Regions from separate parts of the Capra hircus genome. Here region 1 is linked to region 2. The links are chromatin contacts, called in public Hi-C maps. All regions are on one chromosome and are shown on one strand. The core of a region is the stretch at or near the end of the contact, and the rest is flanking DNA. Distances in the headings are between cores, read along the strand shown.

Region 1 (6,173 bases), core at 2,235-4,734, 35 kb before region 2:
AATTCCCCAAAAGTACAATCTGAGAATGACTGAAGAATGTGTCTTTTTGTTGGTAAACAGTGAAAAACAGATACCTTATTTCCCCAGAGCACTCAGTCCACAAATATTTTAGCTGCAGGGTTAAAAACAACAACTTTGATGATTCTAAAGACACACAGCCATTTCAAGTCAGATTTTCCTCCAGTAAGTGACTGTGCTCAGTTGATAGGAAGGTAACTAAGATAGCTCTGTTGCCCCAATAAACTCATCTCTTGTAGCTTGTAGTCTAAAAAGTGACTTGCATCCCCTTCACCTGCAGACCGGCTAACGCTTCTCTCCTGTCCTGCAGCTGTGTGAACCACACCCCTGCGCTCCGGCTCTGGATTGCAGCCATGAAGCAGGATCCCACAGTCTGTTCTCTTCTCACAGATAAGAACACCTTCCTGGGCTTCTTGAATCTCTATTTTCAGAACAACCCCGGTGCCTTTGACTACGGGCTAAGTTGCTGAGCCTTGCAGTCCACCCCTTCACCACCCAGAATTCCCAAGCCTGTCTTGATTCTGCACTTCTTTTGGTGGGGCAGTCAGTCTCTCTTCATTTTCTTTCAGGTTCCAAATAAACGTGGAGACAGAATCATTTCTGATAATCATTTTATGACTCCTCTAGCCTGTAGCATCTAGTGCTTCTCTAGAAATCTCAGTGTTAATGTCCAGAGATGTTTAGGGAGACCGTGTGCCTCCCAGCTTGATGACCTTTGCCCCAGTTTGACCTCCAGGTTATTGGTGCTGATGCTGATGCTGAGGTTCAAGGCCGCTGCCCCATCACTGATGCTGTCACTACAGATTGGTACCCTGCATATCTTCCTGGTGAGAGAGATGAGAAGGAAGAAAGCACTTCAGGTCCACATACTCTCTGTTTGGCAGATGAGAGCTGCAGTCCTTGTGGGCGTGCATGAGTCTCTCTCTGGCTCCAGCTTTTTGGCTGTGGGCCTGGGAGACACCGAGGTCTTGTGACGGAAAGAATTCCAAAGCAGGAAATGAAACACCCAGTATCACCCTGGACTAATGACGTCAGAATATCACCGGTGCTCTTGGCGCTCAGAATGGCTCACAAAATGTTCTAGAGTTGACATCCTGCCTTGAAAAATTACACATACCCTAAACCCGGTCTCAGGCAAAGGTCATTCTGTTGGATTTGCGTCACAGATGCTTTCAATTTACCCCAACACATGCCCCTGATTGCCTGTTGTGTACCAAGCCTGGGCCGCGTGAGTGATAAGGATGACAAAAACACCAGAGCTCCTGATCTCTTCACTTTTCCTGGTTGAGATTTTAAACCTAGAGCTTTGGAGCTGCTTGCCTTGTAGTGGGAAGGCTTCTCTTTTTAAAAAAGATTGTTTAAACTGGAGTATAGTTGGTTTACAATGTTGTGTTCATTTCAGGTATACAACAAAGTGATTCAGTTATATATACATATTCTTTTTCAGATTCTTTTCCATTATAGATTATTACAAGATACTGAACACAGTTCCCTGTATTATATAGTAGTCCTTATGGTTTATCTATTTTATGTTTAGCAGCATGTATCTGCTAAGCCCATACTCCTAATTTATCCCTCCCCCATTTCCCCCTTGGTAACCATGCTTGTTTTCTGTGTCTCTGAGTCTGTTTCTGTTTTGTAACTAAGTTCATTTGTATTGCATTTTTAATTCCTTACACAAGTGATCTATAGTATTTGTCTTTCTCTGTCTGACTTACTTCACTTAGTATGATAATCTCTAGGTCCATTCATGGTGCTGCAAATGGCAATATTTTATTCTTTTTACGGCTGAGTAATAGACTCTTGATGAAAGTGAAAGAGGAGAGTGAAAAAGTTGGCTTAAAGCTCAACATTCAGAAAACGAAGATCATGGCATCTGGTCCCATCACTTCATGGGAAATAGATGGGAAAACAGTGGAAATAGTGTCAGACTTAATTTTTCTGGGCTCCAAAATCACTGCAGATGGTGACTGCAGCCATGAAATTAAAAGACGCTTACTCCTTAGAAGAAAAGCTACGACCAACCTAGATAGCATATTGAAAAGCAGAGACATTACTTTGCCATCAAAGGTCCATCCAGTCAAGGCTATGGTTTTTCCAGTGGTCGTGTATGGATGTGAGAGTTGGACTGTGAAGAAGGCTGAGCGCCGAAGAATTGATGCTTTTGAACTGTGGTATTGGAGAAGACTCTTGAGAGTCCCTTGGACTGCAAGGAGATCCAACCAATCCATTCTGAAGGAGATCAACCCTGGGATTTCTTTGGAGGGAATGATCCTGAAGCTGAAACTCCAGTACTTTGGCCACCTCATGCGAAGAGTTGACTCATTGGAAAAGACTCTGATGCTGGGAGGGATTGGGGGCAGGAGGAGAAGGGGACGACCGAGGATGAGATGGCTGGATGGCATCACGGACTCAATGGACGTGAGTTTGAGTGAACTCTGGGAGTTGGTGATGGACAGGGAGGCCTGGCGTGCTGCGATTCATGGAGTCACAAAGAGTCAGACACGACTGAGCGACTAAATTGAACTGAACTGAACTGAATATTACTCATTACTCTTCCTCGGTGGCTCAGTGGTAAAAAAAAAATTCCATCTACCGATGCTGGAGACGTGAGTTCGATCCCTGGGTCAGGAAGATCCCATGGAGAAGGAAATGGCAACCCATTCCTGTATTCTTACCTTGGAAATCCCATGGATAGAGGAGCCTGACAGTCATGGCATTGCAAAGAGTCAGACACCACTGAGCAACTAAACGACATGTGGTATATATATATATATATATCTCAGTTCAGTTCAGTCGCTCAGTCATGTCCGGCTCTGAGACCCCGTGAATTGCAGCGTGCCAGTGTCCATGATTCAGTGGCTTCTGTGTCTTGGCTATTGTGAATAGTGCTGCTATGAATATTGGGGTGCATGTGTCTTTTCGAAGTAGAGTTTTCATTTTTCCCAGACATATGCCCAGGAGTGGGATTGCTGGATCATATGGTAACTCTGTTTTTAGCTTTTAAAGGAATTTTCACTTGTTCTCCAGGGCAGCCACACCAAGATATTGGAATGCTTCCACTGGCCAGGCATGGCACCTCGGCGGGCTCTGTCCAGATGTGCCCTCCTCCAAAGATGATAAGGAGCCCCAGAGGATGGCCAGGTGTGACGACAGGTACCTTAGGAGTGGGACAGGCCTGGCCAGCACCATTTTATCTCAGGGTCTCAGGATCAGCCTGTGATCATTTGCTTTGTTCACGTGGGATCTTTTCCCAGCCTCTAGCCACGCTGAGACCAGGCAGTGGCAGGAGTGGTGTGGAGCGATGTTCAGACTTGTCAGTGCCCACGGAGGAGCTGTCTGCTACTTCTCCTCTGACTCAGCCCGAACCCGCCCATTACTCCCCATGTCTCATCCTGACCTGGCCATCTGCTGCCACTGGGTGGATTTTGACTCATGTAAATAGTTACCAGTGTGACTCCGTGCCAGCTGGACAGAGCGAGCCAGCTCAGGGAGGTAGCCAGTCTGCCAGAGCAGGCACCATGTGACCGGGCAGTCTGCTGTGCCATCTGCTCAGGATGGGGTGCTCTGTTGCCATGGTGCCTGAGCCAACGCAGAGTGAGGTCTGCGAGTCACATTTCCTTGGGATGCTTGCTCGGCTTCCGTGGCTCTCCTGGGACTCAGGGACTGGTCATCTTTGCGGGTGTAAATCCTGTGTGCTGGCCAGCATTTGGCACGGGACCGAGACTGCTGTTGAGACAACAAAGGCCTGTCGCTGGATGGCTAAAACCAAAGATGTTCTCTTCTGAGGCTCCAAGTGCTAATTTAGAAAGCTTGGAGAACCAGGAAATAAAGGATGGAGGAGAGTACCCATGGGGAAGTGCGCAGGCTGGGCCTTCGACGACTTCCTTCTCATTGCTTTATGTCATCTGTCTGAGCCACAGACGGATCTGAATTATGGACCTCTGGATGAAACTAGGCTCATTTAGCCTGGAGAAAAGAGACAATTAAAATAAGCCTCTATGAGGAGCTTTCAAAATAACCACTTATTTTATTGGTGGGGTAGGAGAGGGAGAAATAATACATCAGGATTAAAAAAATTTCAGTGAAAGAGAAACAGGAGGTTGTGCATCATCCCACCTCCCAGAGAGAACCACTTTTGATAATTGGAGAATATCTTATAAAAGCATGTTGAACTGTGGATTTAAGGTGAAATCTGTTCTCTATGTCCAGCAAATTAGAAAAAAATAGTTTAAACCACCACACCGAAAGAGCCTCATTGTCATAGATGATGTTAATATCAGAGCTGATGATCAGAGGAGTCACGTGGACTTCTTTTCTTCACGATTTTGGACAGAAGCCCATCTGGGCTGAGTCCAGTTACATCCTGACACAGTGCTGGGGGAGTGGTCAGGATAGCTGGCTGTGGTTATGGTGGTGGGTGGGTGGTGGGGATGGTGAGTAAGGGTTACTTGGGATTCCTTCTAGCTCTAAACCTTTCTGATGGCAGACAGCAAGCAGAGTAGCTGGGTTAGAGTGGATTAAATCTAAATGGTCAAGTCCAAGGTGGAGCATGTTCACTGTCACAGGGACCCCTCTCAGGTGCCTCCACATTTCTCCATGTTGGAGCTTTGGTGGTTGGGGTGGGGTGTTTCTCCCCCTTAAGTTCTCACCTTGTGTACCACCTGGTCCACACCTCCTCTGTCGGAGTCAATGGTCTTGATGGAAGGGGACATCACCACTCTGCCTTAGGCTCCTCTGTGGTTTATGTCCGCTTGGTTCTGTTTGTTATCAAAAGTTATACAAACAGTCAACCATCCAGCCCGAGGGGCTTCTCACTGATTAGCCTTCAGCCCCTTCTTCCCCTCACACACACAATGAACACTGGGCCCACCCAGGAGCCTCCCCGCCCCCTATTTCCCTTTCGTTCACATCTGTGAGTCCCTGGAAAGCTGAGCATCTGGTCTTTACCAACATTTTGCTTGCCTCTGCCTTGTCAGACCTCTAGAGCCTTTGCAAATATTGCTTCCTCCATTCTCTAATCTTCCTCAGAGCAGCCTCCTGGTGCTTTTCTGCAACTAGATTTTCTCTTGCAAAGTTCAGATAAGAATTCTTCTTTGGGCAAACAGGTGGTATACCATAGAGGATAAGAAGAGGCCTGTGTGGTCAGATGAATGGGTTCAAATTCTCACTCTGCCACTCATTAAATTCCATGGGCAAGTTGCTCCAGCGTTCTGAGCTTTAGTTTCTTATCTGTAACACGGGACCACTAAGGACCTGTTCCATAGGGCTGTTGAATAATGATGGAATCATCCATGTCAGGACTTAGCATCTGCCAGGGAAATGCTCAGTGAATGGACAACAACCCTAATACCATGGCGAATGAGGCTTCTGCAGATGGTCAAATGTGAACTCTAAGTTCATTCTCCCAACACTTCGCCAAACAGGATTGCACACAGCTTGATCCATGGTTTAGAGTTGTTTTCGGGTGGCTTTGGGGCTTCCCTCAGAGCTCAGTTGGTAAAGAATCCACCTGCAATGCAGCAGACCCTGGTTCGATTCCTGGGTTGAGAAGATCCACTGGAGAAGGGATAGGCTACCCACTCAAGTATCCTTGGGCTTGTCTTGTGGCTCAGCTGGTAAAGAATCCACCTGCAATGTGGGAGACCTAGGTTCAATCCCTGAGTTGGGAAGATCCCCTGGAGAAGGGAAAGGCTACCCACTCCAGTATTCTGGCCTGGAGAATTCCATGGACTATACAGTCCATGGGGTTGCAAAGAGTTGGACAAGACTGAGTGACTTTCACTTTCACTTGGGTGTGTAGGTTTAATCTCAAATGCTCCCTTCCCCCATTCCCATTCAGTACATCCAAAGCCCAGTTTTAATATCGTGCATCTTGGAACCTTACCATGTTGCTGATGATGGTAAAATAAATATTCTCTCCCATGTTATGGAGGAGTACTCAGAATCCTGCTTCTCTACCCTCTTGGAGCATGTTACCACCTTACACAGGTGACAGTGTTAGGGGTTTGCAAGGCCTGCCCAGCTACCAGACAGCTTGGGTGTTGCGTGGAACACAAAAGCACCTGGGACCGTGTTGTTAATGGAAAGGATGATTACCACGTGCTCCAGACAACAACTGTGGGCTACTCTGCCCAGTCATTTCCTCCCAAGGA
Region 2 (6,117 bases), core at 1,238-3,737:
ACAAGATTAGTCCCAGCCACAAGTAAGGTCCTGCTCCTCAGCTGTCCAGCACATCTGGAGCACTTACCCCTCCCTTAGCAGGCTCGTGGGGTAAAGCTTTCCCCAAGGGCCCCCCAGGGCTGCCCTCCAATTGAGGGGACTCTGCACCCCAAACATGGAGCCACAGAGTCTTGGACTCTGGAGGGACACTCTCCTTCATTATTGTCGATGGCCACCTGTCTCCTGACAGTGACGGCAGCGCCTTAACTACTGAGGTGCCCCAGTTGTCAGCAAGTTCCTCCTGATTTCTGAGTCAGTAAAATCCATCTCCTGCTTCTCCCACCCTGTGAATCTCTGAGGCCAGACAGAGCAAGTCTCCTCCTTCTCTCGGGTGACAAAGTTGGAAACTCCTGAAGGCCAGACCCACCTTCCCCTAGGTTTCTCATCTCTGGAGGAAATACTGCCAGTCATTCCCTTCTCCCCGACAAGAAACACCCTCCCAACTCTCAGGCATTCCACCTCTCCCCTGTGGACAGGTGAGAACAGGGCTGTGCACTCCAGCCCTCCACCCAGAGATACTTCTCCTCCAGACAATCCTCCATCTTCTTCCCTTTATTGATCCCAAGGGGGTCCAAGGAAGAAAAAAACACAAGACCAGGTTCCTCCCAGACAATACCTTCTCAGGTGGGCAATTTTGCTAGAAGCCTCTACCAGAAGTTCCTCCATTTTTTTGCCCTCAGATAAAAAGTTCACCCACAAACTCTCATCTTTGTTCTTCTCATGTGTGGTGCAGGAGCTGGGAGGCGTTCTTGGTGACAGCTTCTGGGCTGATGGCATGAGGTTAAAAGTTCAAATCCTTGCCACCCGAAAGTTGGAGCCTGAAACTGCATCTTTGAAAATTACCGAGCTGGAGGATGGCACTTGCACAAAACTCTTTCCATTAGAGTCAGCCTAACCACTTTATGGTTACCCACAAGTGGAAAATGTGAGAGCAGGACAGCCTGGAGCAGCAGCAGCACATAGGGAATCAGCAAACAGTGAAAGCCACTTCAGGCTTGTAGGCTGGAGAGAGGACTCGAAAGCACAGCCCAATATGCTATAAAGGAGGGGTGGATGGCAGCAATTCTACCTGTGCCCAGGCCTTTTTGCAAGGCTGGCTTGGACCTGGGACTGCACCCTGCACAGGTTTGCTTTACCTGGCAGCCACTCAGCAGTAGAACTAGTTTATGAAAGGGAAGAACCCTGGGTCAAATCCAAAGGAAGAACCTCCCCACTCCCTCCTCCCTACCAAACTAGGACTCTGAACTGATTTAGATTCAAAAGGACAGGGTCCAGGATCCACCAGTACTTGGTACTCTTCTAGTTTTGGGGAGGAGGGGGAGTGTAAGGAGGGATGGTTCTCACAGCTTTCAGAGGAGCAAAAGGCAAAGTGCGGTCCCTGAGGGGTTCAGTAAAATACTTGCCCTTCCTGGGACACAGCACTTTTGTTTTTAAAGAAAAAGAGCGTTTTGGATGGGAAGCCCAGTCCTGGGGCATCCGAGTTCCTCCAAATCGCAGCCAGGAAGTTGGAAACTCTGGAAAAGGGTCTGGGATGCTACTAGAGGGCAGATGGAGACTAGCAGCAGCCCCAAGAGAAAGTTCTGCACGGCGTGGGGTCTCCTCCACTAATAGCCCAGAAAGAGGAAGCGGCGGGGGCTTCATCCTGCCTCCAGCAACCTCATGGCTTCACTACGTTAAACTAGACAACAAAGACTTCATACCTACTTTCTCCTTCCAGGAGGGGGAAGGAAGGATGGAAGGGAGCTGGCTAAGAAGCAGGGCGACTCGACTACTCTTTCAGCTCCAGAGCTCTGCTCACACGGTCCAAAGTAACGGATCTTCGGGGCGGTAGAAACAACAACGTGGTCCCGCTTCCGGCATCGCGGTTCGGTGGGCCGGGAGGAGGCGCTGCCGCCGCGCGGGGCTGCAACGGGCAGCGCTCACTGGGGTCTCCGCGGCCGGGGAGAAGCCAGAGAGGAGAGGCTGGGATGCAGGACCCCGCACGGCGCGAAGAGGGAGAGGACAGCCTCCCCCCAACCCGCGCCTGTGCTCGGGCGCCGTATCCCAGTCCCTCAAGTCAGTCCCAACCCGGGGGGCAGAGCGGGCGCGCCCCTCCAATCCGCCTCCATCTCCGGCGCAGCTCCGCCTGGTCCCTCTTTTCCCTTCCAGGCCACGAGATGCTCCGGGAGGACGCAGAGCCTCGCGGCCGCGGGCCCAGTACTTACCTTCGGCTTCGGTTCCCGCTCCCGGAGGCGGGAGGGATCGCGCGAGTCCCGGCTGCGCTCGCGGGTCTCGGGGGCCCCGGAATCCGTTGGCTGGCCGCCGCTGCGGCTGAGCTTCCCGCCCGACAATTAGAGGGACGGGGGCGGCGATACCTCGGCCGGATCCCGCCTTCTGGCCCCCATCCGCCGGGCTCTAGAGGATTGCAGAGTTACTCATTTCCTAGATGTCAAAGAAACTTTTCCTCCTTATAAGAACAAAACACCCGCCTCTCCTCCCTGCCGCGGAGGCTCCTTAAGGTGGACCGTGAGGGTTAGGGGGCGGCTGACCCACGGTCCGCCGCGGAAATCTGCCCATCGACCACCCCAGAAACTCCATAGGGGCCAGCAGAACTGGAGGGTGATCGCGCAAGACGGAATCTGGCTGCTGGATTTAAACTGGAGCGAATGGACAGGGAGTCAAGAGAAGACGCCCTTAAAAGTCCTTCTGGGCGGGCGGAAAGGAAGGAGTTAAGTCCCTGCACGCCTACACAGGGTTTTCCGCGGCGCGTTTTACAAGCGGTGGAATTCCAGGGGCCACTTATTTTGTCCTTTGGAAGGAAATATGAGTCGAGCACAACGCTGGTCCTTCTTTTCGACTTCTAAGTGGATTAAAATAGCTCACCAAATTCTGTGATAATTGAATGCATTTTTGCCTTTTCCTGAGTAACTAGGCACAAAGGAGCTTCATTACTAAATACTTTCATCTGTAGAGGGCGCTTTAGTGTCCAAAGCGTGTTTACAGATGGGATGTTAGACCACTATTTTAGGAGGAACTGAGGCCAGGACGGACTGTAAGTACCCTGGTCAGACTTGATGGGTTATGAAATCCATAACTGTCTTCACTTTGTGACTTGCCCAAATTCCACAGCTATTAGAAGTGGCTGGGAAGGGCTTGAATAAATCCTAGGTAAGTGGCTTTGCAGGAATTAAAGGCCACTGAGGGTACATTGGGGGAAATTATGAGAACACACTGTCTGAATGATTATCACCATCGCCACTGCTGTTTGGTTTTAGATCACCTTCTTCCTCTCCTCCGCAAGCCAGCCAAATAACTTTCACAGTCGCCTGGAAGACATTAGGCTGAGTCTGAAAGATAAACAGGCAATGAGAACAAGTTCTAAAAATAGACCCCCTGGCCCTTGGCCCAGGTTACTCTTGTTTTCAAGCTTCTGCTGCTGTTCACAGTTCTTTCCTTATATCAGAGACAGTTATAGTAGAGTTTTGGAGGGCTGTTGGGAAGAGGTGAGGAATGGGATGATCTGTGGAAACCTTCCTGAAAGGGTGGTGATTTTGAAAATGTCTGCCAGTTGGATGGGTGAGGTATTCACCCACCCATCCCCCAAGTAGGGGGGGAAATTCCTGGGAGGTGGGGACCCTGGACTGAGCAGCACTACCCTGCCTTGTAATCCTTGGGGTAGAAATCAGGGTTATATTATGTACGGTAGAATGCCAAGAACAGTGCTTGAATGCCCTCTGGGATTGTGCTATATGCAAAGTTGTTTCAGCGTTTTCTAATGGTGGTTGCTATTTACTGATAGGGGCAACAAATCTATTACATTTGTTTTTCTTTCAGGCCTGTTGATTTCACTCTCCGAGACCTCATGGTCACCTTCAGCACCACTCTGTTCTCAGCGTTAAGTCCACTTTCCTATCTATGCACATGAGTCGTTCATGAACTGGCCTCTCTTAATACTTATCTTACCAAGCACATATCTCATTCCATTGTCCACACCAAAATTCTTGTAGTTCTTGGAGCTTGTGCTTCTCTGAATGTGATCTGAGGTTTGTTTTCCCCCCTTGGATGTTCACATGGACTCTTATCTTCTGTCTGCAACCTTCACGCCTGCCACCTTTTCCTCCAACCTATCATCCCCGATGTACACACACATTTTTTTTTTTTTTTTGCATGGCTAATGTCCGGGAGTTGGTGATGGACAGGGAGGCCTGGCGTGCTGCGATTCATGGGGTCGCGAAGAGTCGGACACAGCTGTGCGACTGAACTGAACTGAATGTGTGCTTAGTCTTAAGGTCTCTGAATAGGTGATTTCTTCTCTAGGAAGTCTTCCTTGAACCCCCAAGCCTGGGTTAGACACTCTCCCCATGTAGTTTCCATAGCACCTTGTGCTTATTCTAGAAAGGTTTTTTAAAATCAGGAAAGTACAGGGATTTCCCTGGTGGTCCAGTGGCTAAGACTCCAAGCTCCTGGTGCAGGGGGCCCTGGTTGGATCCCTCCTCAGGGAACTAGATCCCACATGCCACAGCTAATAGTTTGCATGCCACGGCTAAAGATCCTGAGTTGTTGTTTAGCTGCTAAATTGGTCCAACTCTTTTGCTACCCCCATGGACTGCTGCTAGGCCCCTCAGTCCAAGGGATTTCCCAGGCAAGAATGGGGTGGGTTGCCATTTCCTTCCCCAGGAGATCTTCCCAACCCCAAGGATCAAACCCATGTCTCCTGCATTGGCTGGCAGATTCTTTACCACTGAGCTACCAGAAAAGCCCAAGTTAAAAAAAAAAGATCCTACAGGTGAAAAAAAAAAAAGATCCTGCATGTCGCAATGAAGATTCCTGCATGCTGCAACTAAGACCTGGCACAGCCAAGTAAGTAAAGTTTTAAAAATACATATTTTAAAAAGACAGGAATGTGCAAAGATTCATCTTCTGGGAATGTGAGGGGCTGAGAATTCAGGGAACCTCTGCTGAATACAGAAATGCTGGGTCAAAAATCAATAATTGAAAAAAAGAAAGGGGGATTACTAGGTGTGAGACAGGAAGAAGGAACTCAAAGGCAAATAGGGTTATTTGACATGAATATAAGCACAAATGGCTAAGGACTGGGGTTGGTACCCACACAAACCTTGGGTTCTAGAAAATCAGAGATCTGGACTTGAGACTCCTGCCTAGAGCTGACAGCCTGGGAAGGATCTTAGGAGAAAAATGTCTCCCACTGATCCAGGACCACGCCAAAGAAGTTTGTGGTTTGTCTGGGGCCTCTGGATAAATTTTAAAATATGTGCGATAGAGACTGAAACCACTAGCCTGCCTTTGCCATGATTAGTTGTGAGGTCCCAATATTACCCATGTGTTGAGAGAACCCTGGAGTCCAGAAAGAATATAGAAGCTGATTCCAAAGCGATGAATCCCCCCAATCCTGTCAGAAGCAAATGCAAAACACAGTTAGTTTTTTCTTGATCTCTGACAGATGAAAAACTCCCATTGGAGATGAGTTTATAATAAGAAATTATAAACTCAACTAGGAAATGAACCACATGAGGGACTGGATCGGTGATAAACAGGAGAATTAGCTCCTTAAGAACTTGAGGCAGTAGAACAACTTGAAAAAGACTAAAATAGTTATGTTCAACATAATTACAAAGACAGAAGAATAGAACATACCACTATGAAAAAATAGGGCAGATTTGAAAAAGTAAAAATATAATATTTAGAAATAAATTTAAGTCATTTACATTTTAAAAACCCTCAGTGGACAGAATTTTTTTTTTCTTAAGTCAATGGTAATATATCCAGCAAAAATCCAATGAAAATAACTCATTTAAAAGGGGAAAATAAAGAAAAGTAACATACTAATTTTACTTGTGTATACTGTTTTATAAATTCTAAATAAAATATTAACACAGAATTCCATAGCACATCAAAAGAATATTATATCACAAATAGATCAAAAATGAAAAACTGAAAGACCATCACTAAGATCTGAAAAGCCATTAGAAAAAAATCATCATCCAAATGCAGATAAACATTTCTGTGGTATGATAAAAGCAGAGAGTGAAATTCTTCTCCAAAGCCAATGTTATGCTTAATGGGAAATGTTAAAATTAG

Evidence for each region. A called contact is a pair of places that touch in the nucleus more often than the background predicts.
Region 1: a Hi-C map of blood shows a contact between it and region 2, with 2.8 times the contacts expected there. The contact joins the enhancer-like site here to the promoter of ITPRIP in region 2. A contact is called at or near these places in 4 of 5 Hi-C or Micro-C datasets (blood and liver).

The regions. Positions count from the first base shown.
Region 1 is chr26:26,890,577-26,896,749 of ARS1.2, reverse strand. It overlaps GSTO2 (glutathione S-transferase omega-2), which reads left to right. Exons shown (of 7, transcript XM_005698444.3): 7 at 329-1,712. The coding sequence ends at 488. Among named protein-coding and RNA genes, the nearest start is that of GSTO2, 25 kb to the left of the region's middle. Within about 2 kb of position 3,484, at least 4 of the 5 cell types and tissues checked have an H3K27ac peak or open chromatin away from gene starts, as enhancers often do.
Region 2 is chr26:26,854,835-26,860,951 of ARS1.2, reverse strand. ITPRIP (inositol 1,4,5-trisphosphate receptor-interacting protein) reads right to left here and starts at 2,487. Exons shown (of 3, transcript XM_018041588.1): 1 at 2,244-2,487; 2 at 1,740-1,942.